Regions from separate parts of the Rattus norvegicus genome. Here region 2 is linked to region 1. Evidence: chromatin contacts called from public Hi-C data. All regions are on one chromosome and are shown on one strand. Each heading gives the region's core, a stretch centred on a gene start, on an enhancer-like site or on the middle of the called end of the contact. The rest is flanking DNA. Distances are from core to core; before and after follow the strand shown. Region 1 overlaps Ccdc57 (coiled-coil domain containing 57). Region 2 holds the start of Cd7 (Cd7 molecule).

Region 1 (4,985 bases), core at 1,109-3,608:
TTGAACACTATGTCCCTGTATATTTCCTTATCAGGATGGAGCTTAGTGCTACACACCCAGCACCCACAGTTCCTGATGTGAGGCACAAGCGAAACAGGTTGCCCAAACACTCTGGCTTGAACTAAATATTGGGAAGGAGTCAGTGTACTGGAGCACAGTTGTAATTCCAGCACTGGGTAGGCTGAGGTGGGAGAACAGAGGCTTCTAAGCTAGTGCAGGCTTTGCTCAGGCTTCATAGGGAGGCCTTGTCTCAAAAAAAAAAAAGTTACAACCAAAGCTGTACGGTCCTGAACTTCCACCTCTGCTCAGAGCCACAAGAGAATTAAAAGCACAGTCTATAAAGGAAGTCTGCACATCTGCACTTCCAACAGCACTATTCCTAAGAGCCAAGGTGGAAACACCCACATGTACAGAGCAGATAAAAGGCCGTGGCTGTCCACGCGGGGATATAAGACATAAAGTTTGACTTAATAAACCCCTGCCCTCCATAGCTCAGATGACTAAAATAGTTAACCTGCATACAGCACTTTTGTGTGTATGCATGTACAGGAGTGTGAATGAGGACACGCAGATACGAATGTGTGGGTGCTTGTGCACAGGTCGGAGGTCAGCCCTGGGTGATGGTCCCCAGCAGCCGTCCATCTGCTTGAGAGAAGGTCTCTCACTGGGACCTATGGCTCAGTGATTATGAGAAGCTGGCTGGTCAATAGGGTCCCATGGCTTCTGGAGATGTATATTTTGATATTTGATGTATATTTTGTTAAATTTTGTCACAATTTAAAAGAGAATGCCGGGGCTGGAGAGATGGCTCAGCGGTTAAGAGCACCCGACTGCTCTTCCAGAGGTCATGAGTTCAATTCCCAGCAACCACATGGTGGCTCACAACCATCTGTAAAGAGATCTGATGCCCTCTTCTGGTGTATCTGAAGACAGCTACAGTGTACTTACATAATAAATAAAATAAAAAGAGAATGCCACCCTATAAATGTGGATGACCCTTGAGAACTTGAGCCTCTGTGACAGGCCAGACATAAGGGCAAGTGCCATAAGATTCCAATTAGTGTCTGTTCCTAGAGTTAGCAGATTCACGAACAACGCAGACTGGAGGCTGCTGGGAGACTAGGGGAAGGAGTGGCAGCTAGAGCTGAGTGGGAACAGCACTGCTGACGGACGGCAGTTGGAACTGCTTCTGTCAAATCCTGATGCCAATGAACTTTACACTGAAAAGATTAAGTGGCTAGCTTGGACAGGTATGGTGCTGCACACCTATAACCCCAACAGCACTTGGGAGGCTGGAAGCAGGAAGATAAGTTGTGGGGGACAGCTATAGTGACATATGCCTGCAGTCCCAATACTTGGAAGGAAGAGGCACAGATTATAAATTCAAGGTCATAGAGCAAGTTCCAGCCAGGTTTGCATAAATGAGACCTTGTCTCAGAAAAACAAAAACTGAAGATAATAGGTCAACTTGGTTATATATACTTTATCACAAGCAATAGTAAATATAAAAACTATATGATTAAAAAGAAAACAATGGGGTTGAGGATTTAGCTCAGTGGTAGAGTACCTGCCTAGCAAGTGCAAGGCTCTGGTTTGGTCCTCAGCTCTTGGGGGTGGGGTGAGAGAAAATAAAAAGAAAACATTACTAAAAATGGTAGTGGGGGTGGGGTGGGCAGAAAGCCCCTAAAGTCCCTCCTATCCACTGCAATGCAAAATTCCCTTCTAAAATGGCCCATAGCTGCTTTGGGCACAGGCACACAAGGCTGTTGGGCTGGGCTGGGCTGGGCAGGCCGGAGGCAGCAGCTCACTTGTCAGTAAGGGAATTCCTCTCCTTGCTGTCCTCAGCTTGCCTCCACTCAGCCCTTCGCAGTTGTCCCTCCAGCGTTTCACATCGGAACTGAAGCTCCAGGACCTTGGCATCCAGCGTCTGCAGCTGCTCTGCATGGGCACCCTTCACTGCTGCTAGCACTGTGTCTTTCTCCCTGGCTTGACGGTCAAGCTCTTCATGTCTGAAACACAGGGAAGGGTTCCACAATGGCTCACTCAGCACTCTGGAACCTTCCAAAGTGTTTGTCATCATTTCTTACTCTACAGTTGTCCCTGACAAGATGGCTGACTCTGCAGGAGTAACTTGTGGGTATGCTTGCTCTTCCCATGTTAGCAGATCTTCTTAAATGCCAGGCTCTTGGTGGCTCCCCCAAGCTCACACACAGACACCAAAGCAGGTTCACAAAGCACTCCTAGGAGACAACTAAGCTTGCCAGCCCAGGGAAAACACCTGCCTCCTAGATGGGCAGATTCCTGAGTGCTCTCCTAGTATATCGGTTTGTCTGTACTGCCTAACTGTGGCATGAGACAACACAGGGACAATTTGTTCCCCTTCTTTCTCCCCAGTGTGGCTGGGAAGCCTAAGTGTGTGGTGTGTGGTAGCTACAGTTGCCATTTCCTTTGGAGGAGAAAGTAAATGACTTGCCCTGGGAGTTGAGCCCACAGCTGAGCGTCTAGCTGGCATCCCCAACCCCATTCCTTGTTGACTATGCTGTTCCAGCACCTACTGAACCCTGCTGTACCGGGAAGATGAACAACGCTTTAATTGCATTGCTGAAGTTCCGCCTTGAGCCAACATACTATTTATTTCCTGGGTGTTGTGCCTGTTCCTGTTGGCTGGGTCCCAACCCACACTGAGTACAGGGTATATCAACAGGAAAAAGAGAACTCAAGAGAGTCTGCATCTGAGAGTAAGGGGTGTGGCCAACCAGGTGACTGTGTCAGCATGGCAAAGCTTGGGGCTAATAGTCTACAACTTATAAACTAGTGAGTAGAACATTCAAGTTTTAAATGTTAATGCTAAATTTTAAAATATGTATTTATCTAGTGTGGGGTGTGTGTATGGAGCCAGTTCTCTCCTTTTACCACGTGGGTTCCAGGGATGGAACTCAGGTCACCCACCATGTTGACAAGTGATTTTATCCACAGAGCCATCTCATTTACCCATAAAAGTTAAAATTTAACTAAGGTTATATTTTAAAGCCTGTTTTAGACACTGTAGACTAAATCCAGAGTTTTAGACATTTTTAGTTTGTGTTTTATCAATGAACTGGACTGGAGTCTTGGCCCTTCAAACATTTTAAGCTTTGAGACACTGGATGCCTAACCCTTTCTAAGGAAGTAGAGCATGGAGTTAACCAAAGTGGTATCCCAGCTCAGGCTACCCCGTCACAGGGCTCTTGTCTCCAGAGAGTATGATCCAGACTCTTTTCCAGAGGCACTACCCAGGCAGAAATACGCACTTCCTCCTGAAAGTCTCCTCAGCTTTCTTCTTGGCCAGCTGTACAGAGTGAAGCTTCTTCTCCAAGTCCTTTATCCTAAACAGAAACTGTGTCAGTAAAGAAGAGCAGTTACATAAGAGACCAAAGAATAGAACTGGAAGAAGCCAGGAAGGCAGCGCCACCAGGGTCTAGTCCTTATGGCCACAATGCCTTGAGAGCAGAACCCACGCACCGAGCATCCTTCATGGCCTCCAGATCCTGTAGCTCCCGGGCATGATCCTGTAGCTTCCTCTCTAATTCAATGTGCTCTGATTCTGCCTTCTGCAGACTCTCTGTTGCCTGTGCTCCAGCTTCTTTTAAAGCCTGAAGCTCTTTGTTTAGCAGCTTTACCTGAGGGAGATTGAAAAGTTCCAGGAGAGTAAATGGGTAAAAGGAACAGTATGGCTTCTAGCTGAGCTGGTTAGGACTCAGTGGCAGAGCACTTGTCTAGCATGCACAAGGTCTCGAGTTCAACCCCCAGTACCGGATACCAGATATGTGCAAAATAAAGAGAGAAAAGCATCTCCCAATATTAAACAAACAAACAAACAAACAAACAAAAAGGAACAGTGCAAAACCTGGTGTGGTCCCAGCACTTGGCAGAGGCAGGCAGATCTCTGAGTTCGAGGCAGATCTCTGAGTTCGAGGCCAGCCTGGTCTACAGATCTAGCTCCAGGATAGACAGGACTACACAGAGAAACCCTGTCTCAAAAAAAAAAAAAACAAAAAAAAAAAAAACCTAACTAACTAACTAAAGAACAGCATGGTGTTCTGTAGTACAGGGTAATTAAAGCTGGCAACAGTGAACTTGAAAACTGGAAACACTTCAAAAACCCTGCCCAGCCAGTTACCTTGAGCTCGTGGGTCAAGACAGTGTTGCTCAAGTCATCAGCTCTCAGTTGGAACTCATGCTCCCTTCTCTGAGCTTCAGATTCAAATTCTTGCAGCAGTTCCTGGAATAAGAGTCAAGAGAGGAGAGCAGCCGCTGCAAACATCTCAGCTCAGGTGTGAGACCACTGCTCATAATGAATTACAACATCTGTACACACAAAGTTTTCTGTTCTACATACAAAACTGTTTAACTATATTTTCCTATAACATTCTTCAAGATCTATGTATCTATATCAATATATACCGTCAATCTAAGCACTAAGGAGGCAGATGCAGGCGGATCTCTGAGTTCAAGGCCAGCCTGATTTACAGAGTAAGTTCCAGGACAGCCAGGGCTACACAGAGAAATCCTGTCTTGAAAAACAAACAAAACAAACCAACCAACCAAAGAAACAACAACAAAAATTCTCAGGCAAAATGGGGTCATAAATGAAACCACTTTAAGAAGCCTCTCTCTGGGGGTTGGGGATTTAGCTCAGCGGTAGAGCGCTTGCCTAGCAAACGCAAGGCCCTGGGTTCGGTCCCCAGCTCCGAAAAAAAGAAAAAGAAAAAGAAAAAGAAAAAAAAAGAAGCCTCTCTCTGAGGAATGGCTGGTATAATTCTTGCAGTTCAGTTAGCATTGCTGTCAGGATAGCATACATTCCCTTCTACACACTTCCTTTTCATTTCTGACATGATGAGGCCCTCTATGGGGTCACTGGCTGATAAAAGTGTTTGGATTCTCCAGCTACCAGTGAACCAAAAAGCCTAATTTCTTTATTACTGGGGTCAGGTACCTTTGTCTCA
Region 2 (4,833 bases), core at 1,306-3,805, 130 kb after region 1:
GGTTGCTGCAGGACATGTCTTCATACACGACGCACAGAGAGTCCTTATTCCCTGAGGCACACAGTTTCTTGATCTGAAAAGACAGCCTGTTGTCACCCAGACAGTGGCCAGCCTGGTGACCCAGGCAAAGTACCCCTGTCTCCAAGTAACCCCTTTAATTCAGCAACGTGCAGTTTTCCCAGACCTGGGGACAGATCGATTTCCATTTGCACCTGACAGAATCAACCGTAGGCAGGGCCCAGGGCAAGCAGTTGTGTGGTCAGAAGAGCTGACCATCGTCAGGACCTTTCTCACACAGTACATGGTGACTCAAAGACAAAGAGGCTTTGCATATCTTACATTCATAAAGATTCACTTACACTAGTGCATCTCAAATAGTGTGCACGCACACACGTGCGCGTGCACGCGCATTATCTCATTTTGGGACCTGGTCAGAAGCCCCACATTCTCCCTCTAGGCTTCACTCTCCCATTCTGTGTCTCTGAGAGATGCCTCACCCTCATGGCTCCCTGAATTTTCAGCTTCTTATCATGTACATCCTGACCGATCTCTGCCTTAAGCCCGTGAGAAGGGTCATTTTGCTGATAACAGCCCTAGGCTCACACTGACCTGCGTCTTCCTCAGCATGCTGCACAGCACCCCAAGGATCAGCCCAGTGAGGAAGAAGCTTACAGCAATGGCAGCTGGGAGGGAAACTGATGTCTGCAGAGGTTCCTGGGATCTGTACGCTTCATGGGATAGTTTTTCTGGAAAAATGAACAAAAAGCCATTGGTGGAAGACATGAACAGGTGTGGAGGGGATCCCCACCGGAAGCCTTAGGGTTCAAGCCCACTATGGGTACTATTAGGAGGCTTTCAGGAAGAAATAGGCTCTGAGCAGACAGCTTCAGCAAGTGCCAAGAAGGTCCCTAGCAACAAGTAGTCAGATGGGCAGATCTTTACCTTTCACCACAACCGTGGTGAACAAGCCATGGACACTGACTTTTCTGACGGCCTCGCAGGTGTAGGCTCCAGTGTCTGCCTCCTGGAGAAGGCTCATGATGATGGTCAGATTCTTCTGGGACCCAGAGAAATTAATTCGGCCTGAGAAGGCACTGTCTACTGTGGGCTCCAATTCGTCTTCAAAGTAAATCACATTGGAAGCCTGTGGCCAGATCCGCTTCATTATGAGCCCTTCCAAATCCCCTCTTGTAGAGCAGGTGATGTTGATGGACTCTCCCTCGGAGGCGATCACGACTCGGGGAGACTGATGTACCTCTATGAAGGACCAGCCTCTGTTAGCACTGAGCCGGAACACAGCATGTGGTGACTCAAACACGTTAACACATGTCTCAAAGACTCCATATATCCTACATTCCTATATGTCTTTATGTATTCTCAAGCATCTCTCACAGCATATGCACCATTTGCGCACACACACACACACACACACACACACACACACACACACACGCACGCACACGCTCGCGTTCTCACTTTGCTGTGCACAGGGAGGGGCCGGTCAGAAACTGCACACTCTACATCTCCAGGCTTCACTGTCCCATTTTGTATCCCTGTGAGATACCTCCTCAATCGATCACACCTCTCTGCAAGAATGCTGTAGGGACTTGGGGCCAGGCCTATGGTCAATTCTGGGCTAACATGGCACTTTAGATGCTGTGGGGATTGCTTCTCGGCCTTTTGGCTAAGATCAAGTGTAGATGCTGTGGGGATGTTGGAGCAGCTCTAGGTGCTGATGTCCGGCCACTTTGACTATGCTCAAGTCCAGAACAGCTCTTGGTCCTCAGGGAGGGCTCTCTGCAACTTTGTTGCACCCAACACAAGGATTTCTTCCTTTTTGGCTACTCCCCACCTTGACTGTATCCTTTCTTTTTTTATTAAGTGACTCACTCCCCGGCAGCCATTGTCCTATCTCCTCTTTGCCTTCTCTTTCCAATGCTGGTTACTTAATATCCTCCTCCCTCATCATTTCAAGCATCCAGAGCCCATGGTCCTGTGCAAGAGGTGTTGGCTTGTGCATGGGATACCCACTCTTTCAGATTCCAGCCCTGTTTGTCCTGTCTGGCACCCATGCCAACCATTTTCCTGTGTACACCAGACAGAGTGCAAACCTCAGCATCTCACAGACTGAACACTATGCTGGTTTTGCACAAGCACTGTGCCTGGGAGCCTGAGCCTCCCATAATCTTATTGTAGATCTTTTGCACCTCACCACAAGACTTCCCACAGGCAGCTGCTCTGAAAGGGAACTGAAGAACAACGTTCTCATAAGCACCAAGGGTAAGTGTTAATCCATAAACTAAAGCTTTCAAGCCTCTGCTTTTCCACGGAGCTGGGACTACTTCAGGACTAAGACTCAGGGAAGTCAAGTCAGCGCCAACCCAGGCAGGTGTGTCAGATGTCCCCTGGGAGCCCTGCCTCGGGGATGCTTACCTTGGGCATCCAGGGGGCCAGGCAGGATTCTAGCCAGTGTAAGTAGCAAAGCCAACAGTGCCTGAGTCATGATGCCCAAATCCAGCCGATCAGAGCCAAATCAGCCACTCCGGTTGCAACACATTACTGAGCACTGTGAAAGACCACACCAACAACCCCCGGGAAAGAAACAGGGGCGTGGTAGTTCAATAAGATTGGTGGTGACGCACAGAGGGAGGGGCTTCCTGAAGGTGAAGGTGGAGCTTGGTGGCACCGGGCACAGCAAGTCAAGTGGAGGAAGGCACTCTAATTATACCAATATAATTAGCTGACCCCAGCTGTCCTCCTTGACTGGCTGGCTGACCGGTCCACCTCTTTATCATCCCTAACCAGGAGTCTCCACAGGAGACATCAAGAGAGAGAAGAAATAAGGACTAGTCCTGTGACCTGGAAGGAAAATTGGGGGGAATTTAGAGGATTAAAGGCCAGGAGAAAATTGAAGTCTTCCTCTGTGTTTTTGGTGTCATTTTCTTCTCTCTCTCTCTCTCTCTCTCTCTCTCTCTCTCTCTCTCTCTCTTTCTCTCTTTCTCTCTTTCTCTCTCTCTCAAGATTTATTTAATGTACATGAGTACACAGAAGAGGGCATCAGATCCCATTACAGATGGTTGCGAGCCACCATGTGGTTGCTGGGAATTGAACTCAGGACCTCTGGAAGAGCAGTCAGTGCTCCTAACCACTGAGCCATCTCTCCAACCCCTTGGCGTTTTCAGGTCTGTGGTCTCACCTGTTATTTGGACTCACTGGGGTTATAGCACCAGCCTGACACAGCATATCAGGTAGCCTTGGCTAGGATTGTCTTGGAGACCTGGGTGATCCTTCCTTCGGAGCAGGAATGAGTCAGACCTGCTAGGCTAAAGGGCAGCTAAGAGCCCCTTCAAGTGCAAATTGCCTTCTGGGACAAAACTGAGGGCCCTGCGTCTGTCTCCCAGGTCAGGTGAGAGCTAGGATTCTTGCCAACCATGGAGTTTTACTGCTGGTACCAAAGCCAGTGTGTCACACTGAAGGGTGAGTTTCTGTGTGTGTCCATTGTCACATAGGGACCTAGAGCCAATTCCTCTGGGGGTCCTACTCTAAGTGGCTGGAAGATGTTTCTCATGTAAGTGGATTTGGAATGCTATGGTGTAGACAGGGGTGCTGTGTGGGGTACTGGAGGGCACATGGAAGAGGGACTCAGGTAAAGGAAGGTCAAAGTTGGAAGATTTTAGGAATAGAGGGCTGGGGAGGGACAGGTTACCTGTGTGCAACACAGGGGCAGCAGGTATGAAACTGTGCAACCTGAGAATATAGGAGAGAAACGTGAGGTCAGGTGGGCAGTAGGGAAATTGTCACTCAGCCCCAGGGGAGAAGCTCATGGGAAGACAGAAATTACAGTAATAACATTCAAAGGCCTTAACCTAGTCTCCCTCCTAGGATTCCCGTGGCCATACAAGGGCCACATGGACCGGACTGCTACCACCTCCACAGGGCTGACCCTGATGTGGTCTTCATGCATGGACACTTTTAACTGTTTGAGGCAGCACGCCTGGAGTTTCAAATATTGTAGACACACACAGTCCTGTGGCCTGTGTCCAAATGTGACCCAGGGCGCCAGGGGAAGGTGATGACACAAACCCCAGTGGACTTTATTTTGATTAAGGAGACACAGACTCTTGTGCACCTTGGTGTTGGGCCATAGCCTCAGATGCACTGTAGTTATGGCTCTGAGGCCACTGTTACCAGGTAGGGCCTTCACCACTGGGCCATCTCACCAGGCAGTGTCTTCAGTTCAGGGCTTCATTTTCAGATCTCAGCTCAACAGTGGTTTTTGCTGTTTTTCGAGACTTGGTTTCTCTGTGTAGCCCAGGCTGTCCCAGAACTCTCTTTGTAGACCAGGCTGGCTGAGATCCACCTGCCTTTGCCTCCTGAGTGCTGAGACTAAAAGCATTCACCACCAGCCTGGCTCAGCGAGTATTCTGTGGGTTTGTTTCTAACGATCATATTTCCCAGATGATTGTTTTTTTATATCCATTGGTTTACTGTTCTTGTTTAACTATCAGAATCACAGACGCTTATCTGAAGATCCGGTTATGGTGGATGTAGGTGGCAAAATCACCCAAGCTCAGATTACAATAAGAGAAAAAGAAGTGGGCCCAAGAGAAACAGAGGGTGGAGATGGGGGTGGGGGTGGGGTGGAGATCTGTAAAGAGGTATCCTTGGGGAATTCAAAGTCTCCAGAATCTCTTTGTTCCTTAGGGTTCCCTGTAAGGCAGGCCACCTCTGCCCCCTTGTGGTGAGAACCAGACAACATATCTTGGATCTCTGAACTCAAGTGCCCTGGGAACCTAACAGCTGGGTCCCCAGAATTTATTACTGTGAGTAATA

Evidence for each region. A called contact is a pair of places that touch in the nucleus more often than the background predicts.
Region 2: a Hi-C map of Schwann cells shows a contact between it and region 1, with 8 times the contacts expected there. The contact joins the promoter of Cd7 here to the enhancer-like site in region 1. A contact is called at or near these places in 9 of 12 Hi-C or Micro-C datasets (the A7r5 cell line, Schwann cells, frontal cortex and 5 more).

What each region holds. Positions count from the first base shown.
Region 1 is chr10:106,668,148-106,673,132 of GRCr8, forward strand. It overlaps Ccdc57 (coiled-coil domain containing 57), which reads right to left. Exons shown (of 22, transcript XM_063270205.1): 6 at 4,160-4,261; 7 at 3,502-3,659; 8 at 3,291-3,365; 9 at 1,809-2,009. Among named protein-coding and RNA genes, the nearest start is that of Ccdc57, 24 kb to the right of the region's middle. Within about 2 kb of position 2,359, at least 15 of the 93 cell types and tissues checked have an H3K27ac peak or open chromatin away from gene starts, as enhancers often do.
Region 2 is chr10:106,802,699-106,807,531 of GRCr8, forward strand. It overlaps Cd7 (Cd7 molecule), which reads right to left and starts at 2,556. Exons shown (of 4, transcript NM_001107074.1): 1 at 2,434-2,556; 2 at 943-1,257; 3 at 610-746; 4 at 1-73. The coding sequence starts at 2,503.